Linked DNA regions of Sus scrofa: region 1 is linked to region 2. Evidence: chromatin contacts called from public HiChIP or PLAC-seq data. All regions are on one chromosome and are shown on one strand. The core of a region is the stretch at or near the end of the contact, and the rest is flanking DNA. Distances in the headings are between cores, read along the strand shown.

Evidence for each region. HiChIP or PLAC-seq counts read pairs in DNA pulled down with a chosen protein or histone mark.
Region 1: an H3K27ac HiChIP or PLAC-seq map of skeletal muscle shows a contact between it and region 2. The contact joins two enhancer-like sites. A contact is called at or near these places in 3 of 5 promoter capture datasets (fetal liver, fetal skeletal muscle and liver), 19 of 47 Hi-C or Micro-C datasets (blood, differentiating spermatogonia, embryonic fibroblasts and 10 more) and 2 of 2 datasets of contacts at active chromatin or transcription factors (alveolar macrophages and skeletal muscle).

The regions. Positions count from the first base shown.
Region 1 is chr6:157,919,990-157,922,960 of Sscrofa11.1, reverse strand. All of the region lies in intron 4 of SSBP3 (single-stranded DNA-binding protein 3), which reads right to left. Among named protein-coding and RNA genes, the nearest start is that of SSBP3, 9.9 kb to the right of the region's middle. Within about 2 kb of position 1,665, at least 29 of the 83 cell types and tissues checked have an H3K27ac peak or open chromatin away from gene starts, as enhancers often do. A contact at or near this core is called in fetal liver, fetal skeletal muscle, liver and 2 more, where this site is marked.
Region 2 is chr6:157,843,021-157,846,089 of Sscrofa11.1, reverse strand. LOC106508664 (a long non-coding RNA gene) reads left to right here. Exons shown (of 3, transcript XR_002345181.1): 3 at 138-385. Among named protein-coding and RNA genes, the nearest start is that of ACOT11, 12 kb to the right of the region's middle. Within about 2 kb of position 1,554, at least 72 of the 83 cell types and tissues checked have an H3K27ac peak or open chromatin away from gene starts, as enhancers often do. A contact at or near this core is called in fetal liver, fetal skeletal muscle, liver and 2 more, where this site is marked.

The sequences.
Region 1 (2,971 bases), core at 416-2,915, 77 kb before region 2:
AAGGCTCCTGGGCCCTGATGTGGTCTGAGTCCTATCTGTGAGCTCAGGTGGGCGGCATCTTTCCTCTCTGGGCCTCCCTGGAAGCTGACTAGGTGACTCCAGCCCCACCAGCTGCAGCCAGGCGGTTACACAAACCACATTAAATACCCTTCCTGGCCACCTCATGGGGGTGCAGCTGTTTACCTACCCCCCAGGAGTGGAAAGAGGGGGCAGCCCATGCACCCAGAACCAGCTTCCAGAGAACCTGCCACGGCCAACACATCGCTTCCTCGCCCTCTCCTCCAAGCCCCTTTCTGAGACGCCTCACTCAATTCAAAGTCAGGTGGGGCCCAAGGCCAGCCAGGGCAAGGCAGGTACCAGAGAGGATGAAGGCAAGACGCTGACCACGGGGCTTTCAAGCCTGGTCACCCCCGAAAGCATGTACACAGCACAGCTAACCCTCCCCCGGCAGTTTTCCATGCCTTTCTCACGGCCACCCCCATGGTAAGCTAAGCAAGGACCCACCTTACAGTCAAGAGGGCAGCCCTCCCCTTACCCCCCATCCCTGCTAACGAGATGCACCCAGGTTTCTGATTGTGCCAAGCTTTAAGCTCTTCCCATTGGGCTACAAGGTAGCCACTCACAGGAGTGGGACAGGACCACTCTGTCCGACACAGATAAGGGGCACAGACGTCTCAGGGGAGCATTTATCTGTACCAGCCTGTGCCAGGACCGCCCGCTCTGGCCCTCACAGGGGTGCTGCGGGGGAGACAAGACACTGCACTGAGTATTGGGGGAAGGACTCTATACACCTCAGAGGGCATCACTGGGAAATTCAAGTGTCTGGTTCCCCAGGGTCAATCTGCTCTCCCAGAAAGAATATGCTGTTACCTTCATCGTATTACAAGTTTCTGGGGAAAATTTTAGGGCTGTAAAGACAAAAGAAACAAACTCACAAAGCACTGGCCACAGAGAAACAACCATTTCATACGAGTAATCCAAACTTAACTCGCACAACGGTCCCACAAAGGAATCACTATTTCCCCATTCAACAGATGGGAACACTGAGGATCCAAAAACCCGCCCTGCCTGGAAACGACAGAGTAGGGACTGGAACTCAGGCGTGTGTCCCAGCCACCTGTCAGAGTGCCAACGCTTTAAAATCCAGAGGATTCAAGGCCCAAAGGGGGAAAGAAGAGCCTAACATGGGGGGGAGAAACATTCCTAAAATGCATCTCGCCAAAGCTACAGAAAACCCCATTACCCCGGCAAATCGAAAACAAACCATCATTATTGTCTGTTTGCTGTAAGCTCCCAGCAACATGCATTAAAGAAGTTTATGTGAATCGTCTAATGCACTTGTACCACGGTCAGAATTATTCCCAAGCTAAAAAAGATTAATTTTTCTAAATACTCTAAACCCTAGCACCATTATAAAGGCTACAGCTGGTGTAACATTTCTGTTATCTTGGCGGAAAGGCCCTCAAGCACACACACCTCCCCTGAGCTCACACACGCACACTCACCCACGGAGGCGGGAAGGTCAAGGGAAGGGGCGAGGCGGCTCTGGCCGAGGTCCCTGCTCCAGAGCCAAGCCGGCTTCCCTACGGCCTAGGGGACAGGGACGCGGCAGAGAGAGGTGGGTGTCTCCCGGCTCCCTCAGAGCCGTGGCTGGCACACAGCTAACTCTTGGTCCAAGTTTACAAATGCTCAGCTAACAAAGATGGCATTATGCACGGACTGGAGCGGACGGCTGGTCTTGGAGTTGAAATGGAGTGACCAGTGCCAAACACTTAGTTTGGGTCCCCAGCACTCCCCGCCCCCCGCCCCGCCCCACCTCCTGCCTTGAAATCAAGGGCAAGGATTTGCAATCTGGGGTCTTGCCGCCACTTGAAACCCATTAAGGTGGCCACACTGCCCGGGTTCTGGCAAAACGCAATTCGAGTTACTCATGTCGTGTTTAATTAGCTACCGACAGAGGAGTCTGGCAGCCTCTGGGGTTAAAAGGAACTGCAGCAAATAGGGTGGGAGCCGGAAGAAAGGCCACAACACGCAGGCTGAGCACCAAGGGGAGCAGGGAAAGAAATGACTGTGTGTGTGTTTTGTTTTTATCATCTGCCACACAAGGGTGCCAAGGGTCAGAGCCAAAGGCAACACCGTGAACTTGCCAGGACCTCTGGGCAGATAGCTGGGCCGCTTATTGCGGGGGAGAGCACGCCCCCAGCGCCTCCAAGCCCAGCTGCGGGCCTTCTCCGCCCGCGCTGGCCACCCTCTCGTGCCCCTGCCCCGAAGGGTTCTGGCAGGCGTGGACGCTCCCCGCCGGCCTGGCAGGAACCTCAGCTCAGCGCATCCAAGGAGAGCCCTCTCAAATATCACTTTGCTATTTCAAACCCACCAAGGACGCTGGACCCCTGCCACAGAGCCACAAATACCTCCACTGCCATCCACGCCCAGGACTCTGGGGCACTTTCTGATTTTAAGTGCCCCGCCTGGAGACAAAGGCTCACAGCTGGGGGTGCAGGGAGGGTCAGCAGAGTCCTGCTATGGTGGGGGGGAGGCGGAGGGAGCACAGGGGCAGCTCCACTGAGGCTGACCTGAAAGGGACCTCACATCTTGGGGCAGGGAGACTGAGGCTCAAGATGCGCCAAGGTTGTAGACTCCACGGCCGCTGGGCACCCCAAGTTCTTCAGTGGGGACCACAGAGGGGCTTCGGACAGCAGGCCCTGAACCCCCTGAAATCATGCACCGAGTCTCCCTTGTGGGGATACGTGCATTTTCCGGAAGCAAAGGCCAATCCTTCTGTCACATTTTCTTTGCCAAAAGAGCCACCCAGCGCACCGTAACAAACACCTTCCTGGAGCCCAGGTTCCCCCCTCTGCCAGTGACTCTGCAATCACCTCTCTGGGGCTTTGGTTTAATTCTCTGCTAAATTCATTTCCTCGGTGACTAGATATGGGCACCCTTTGGGTCAAAGGCAAATATCTTCCCTCTG
Region 2 (3,069 bases), core at 305-2,804:
GGTACACACGTGCCCAGAAACCAAGTGTGTTTTGAAAGCTCTGGGGTTCGGGGGCTCCGAGGAGGGGCACGGAATCGAGAGAGGGACTGGGCTGCAGCCAGCTCTCTTCTCACTGGTTTCCTGTTTACTATTAACAGCTGCCCATCCCGCCTTGCACACAAACGCCCAAGCGAACCTTGGTATGTTTTCAGACCAGCAGCTCAGTCGCAAAACACGAAGCAGGCTACTTGAAATTTGCCTTCAGCTGCCTGGAAAATCTGCAGAGAACCCCCTTTAATCCCTCCTTCTTACCCCCAACTTCTGCCTTCCTCTCCCCCCCTTGGAGGGCGCATGGCCCCTTGAAGTTTTGTTTGCTTGCAGGGAATAAAAAAACAACAAAAACCCAGCTTCAGTATGGAGGGTTTTTCTTCCTTTTTTTAAAAAAATATTAAGCATCAAGAGACAGAGCAATCTGCTTGCAGACACTATACGTGCATAATTAATAAAATCTCATTATTTATTTATAAAGAGACACACGAGGAACTGGAGAATGAGGGCTATCCCCATTATATATGAAGAGAGGGAGAGAAAGAGTGGGAGAGGAAGGCAAATACTTTTTGAGCGTTGGAGCCTTCCAGGGAAGTGAATCTCTCAGTATGGAATGAATAAGAAGCATCTGCCTACTCCTTATCCAACTGGTGCTCCGAGCTCAGGAGGCATCAGAGAGCAGAAACCCGGTTCAGCTTAAAAAAAGGACCGGGACCAGTTCGGTGCTCGGCAGTGCACTGGATGCCGGCTTTGGGCAGTTGGCAGAAGAGGAGGCATCGTGGAGGGCCTGGCCGCGGGGCAAAAGGGTTGGGAGCCAATCTGAGGCTTCTAAAGAGGGGGGGACTTGGGCACAGACCCCCTGGTAGGTGGGGGGGAGGCGGCACGGTCACGCCATGGCCACCACGTAAATAACCCAGACCGCCGGCTGGGGTGGGGGGAGACCCTGGTTCCTCCGGTCCATTATAAAGCAGGTAACCGTGAGCGGAGGGGGGTGGTTTCTAAACGCCAGCTCCAGCGCCAGCTCTGCCCTTGGACCTCTGCATGCCAGATGCCCGGCCAGGGCCGCCAATATCAATAACCCAACTTATTATATAACAGCCCCCGCAGCCAGGCAGGCAGGGGTCAGAGCCTCCCGGGCTGGAGCTGGGGTGGACCTTCGCTTTCGCCGTTCTCTCTCTCTCTCTCCTCTCTCATTTTTTCTTGAGACATGCTTTAAAATAGAAAACAGGCTTGTGCAGGAACCAACCCCACAGAAAGAGGTAGTTTGGAGGGATTTTCTCCCCCCCACCTCCCTCAAGTGCAAGCAACTCAGGCAGCGGAACGCTCAGCCTTCCCGGGGCGGTGGGCTCCAGGAGGGGGGGCGGGGGGAAGGGCTGGGGAGGGGTCGGCCTGGGCAGCAGCCCCCGCAGGGTTACCCGGGCGCGTGCAGGGAAACGTCTCAGCAATTCCAGCGCCCGAGCGGAGCGCGCGGGGGGCGGGGGGGAGGGTGGCGCGCGGCGCGGGGCACCTTGAAACCGCCGGCGGCCGCGCGCTGATTGGCCGAGCCGCCGCCTCGGCGTTCCAGCCAGGCGCCCCTCCCCCCGCGCCGTCCACCCCGGAAGGAATTTCCTCCTCTGGCGGCCGCTATTGTTGTCCGCCTTCGCTGTTTGGGTCGGATCGCGTAACCATAGTATCCAAACTGTGTCCGCGCGGGGCCCCAGCCTGGGACCCCTGTGCCCCCCGTCCCTCCAAGCGAACACCCCCACCTTTTTTTTTGCAGCCTACTTATCATGACTTCATCGGACTCCGGGGAGCAGAAGAGGGGGATGGGGCGGGGGGAGCTGGCCCGCTCCTGGCGGCCCTTACTTCGAGATGTTTTCAATTATAATTTTTTAAAAAGTCTGCTTTGTGGGTTCGGGGCTTTTAAATCCTTCCTGCTCCCCCCCCCATTAAACCGTTGGACCAAACTTGAATGGGGTTTTCCCTCCGTTTCTCCTTGACCGTCTTCACTCCAGACCCTGACTTTGCTGCTCACAGCTGGGGGGTGGGGTGGGGGACTTAGCAGAAGTCACCCCCTAAACCCAGCCCCTCAAACCCCCGCTGTGTCCAGGCTCCTGGGCCTGGGCTTGAGCTAGGGAAGACCAGGCTGGTGGAGGGGGTCGAGAATATCGGACCCTGCAGCCTCCACCCTCCGTCCTGGGGCGCTTTCTGGAGGGGTTGGGAGAACCCTGGCGACAGGTTTGGGGGCGGAGGTGCAGGGTGGATGCCCGCCAACCCCTTATCAAAAGGATACGGGGGTGACGGGGGAAGCAGCTGACAGGTTGTTGGAAAAACAAGCCCCCTCGCCCCTCCAATTTCTGCCTCGGCTCTCTGAGCACAGAGACTTCCTAGTCGGCGGCGCGAGCAGCCTGAGACCATACCTGCCCCCCACTCCTGCGGAAAAAACAAAAATAAAAGCCCTGTCCTTGCGAAGTGTGTTCTGCTGAGAGAGGTGGGGGAGCCAGCAGCAAGTCCGCACCGGGCGGGCTGCGAGCGGCGCGGGAGCCCCTGGGGCTGGGGCTGGCAGCGGGGGGCGGTTTGTGTGCCGGGGGGTGTCAAACATTCCCAGAACTCAAGTATTCTCGTGGCGCCGGTTGGGGCGGGGGTAGCAGCTGCGGCAGCCCAAGTTCGGGGCAACACTGCCCCCTAGGGGCCATCGCCGGCGCCTTGCAGCCTGGGAGACGAGGGGCCTGGAGGACGGAGCCAGTGGTACCTGGGCAGGGGTGGCAGTGATCCCCTGGTGACAGGCCTGAGGAGGCCTTCCAAGCGCCAGTTCTGGGGGCCAGGAGGATGCAGTGCTGAGGTTTGGATGCTTTCTCTAGAATTTAAAACTTTAGCATGCTGTGGGGGTCCAGTGATGGACTGCACCTTGAAGATCAATGGGTCTAGTCCCCTTTTGTGCAGTTGGGGAAACTGAGTCCTGGAGAGGGGAGCAGTTTGCTCAGAGAGATGGGTTTATGCCTTCTTTGGAGTCACAAAGTCTTCCTTCATCCCTCAGTGCTCAGTATACAGCATTTTACAGGT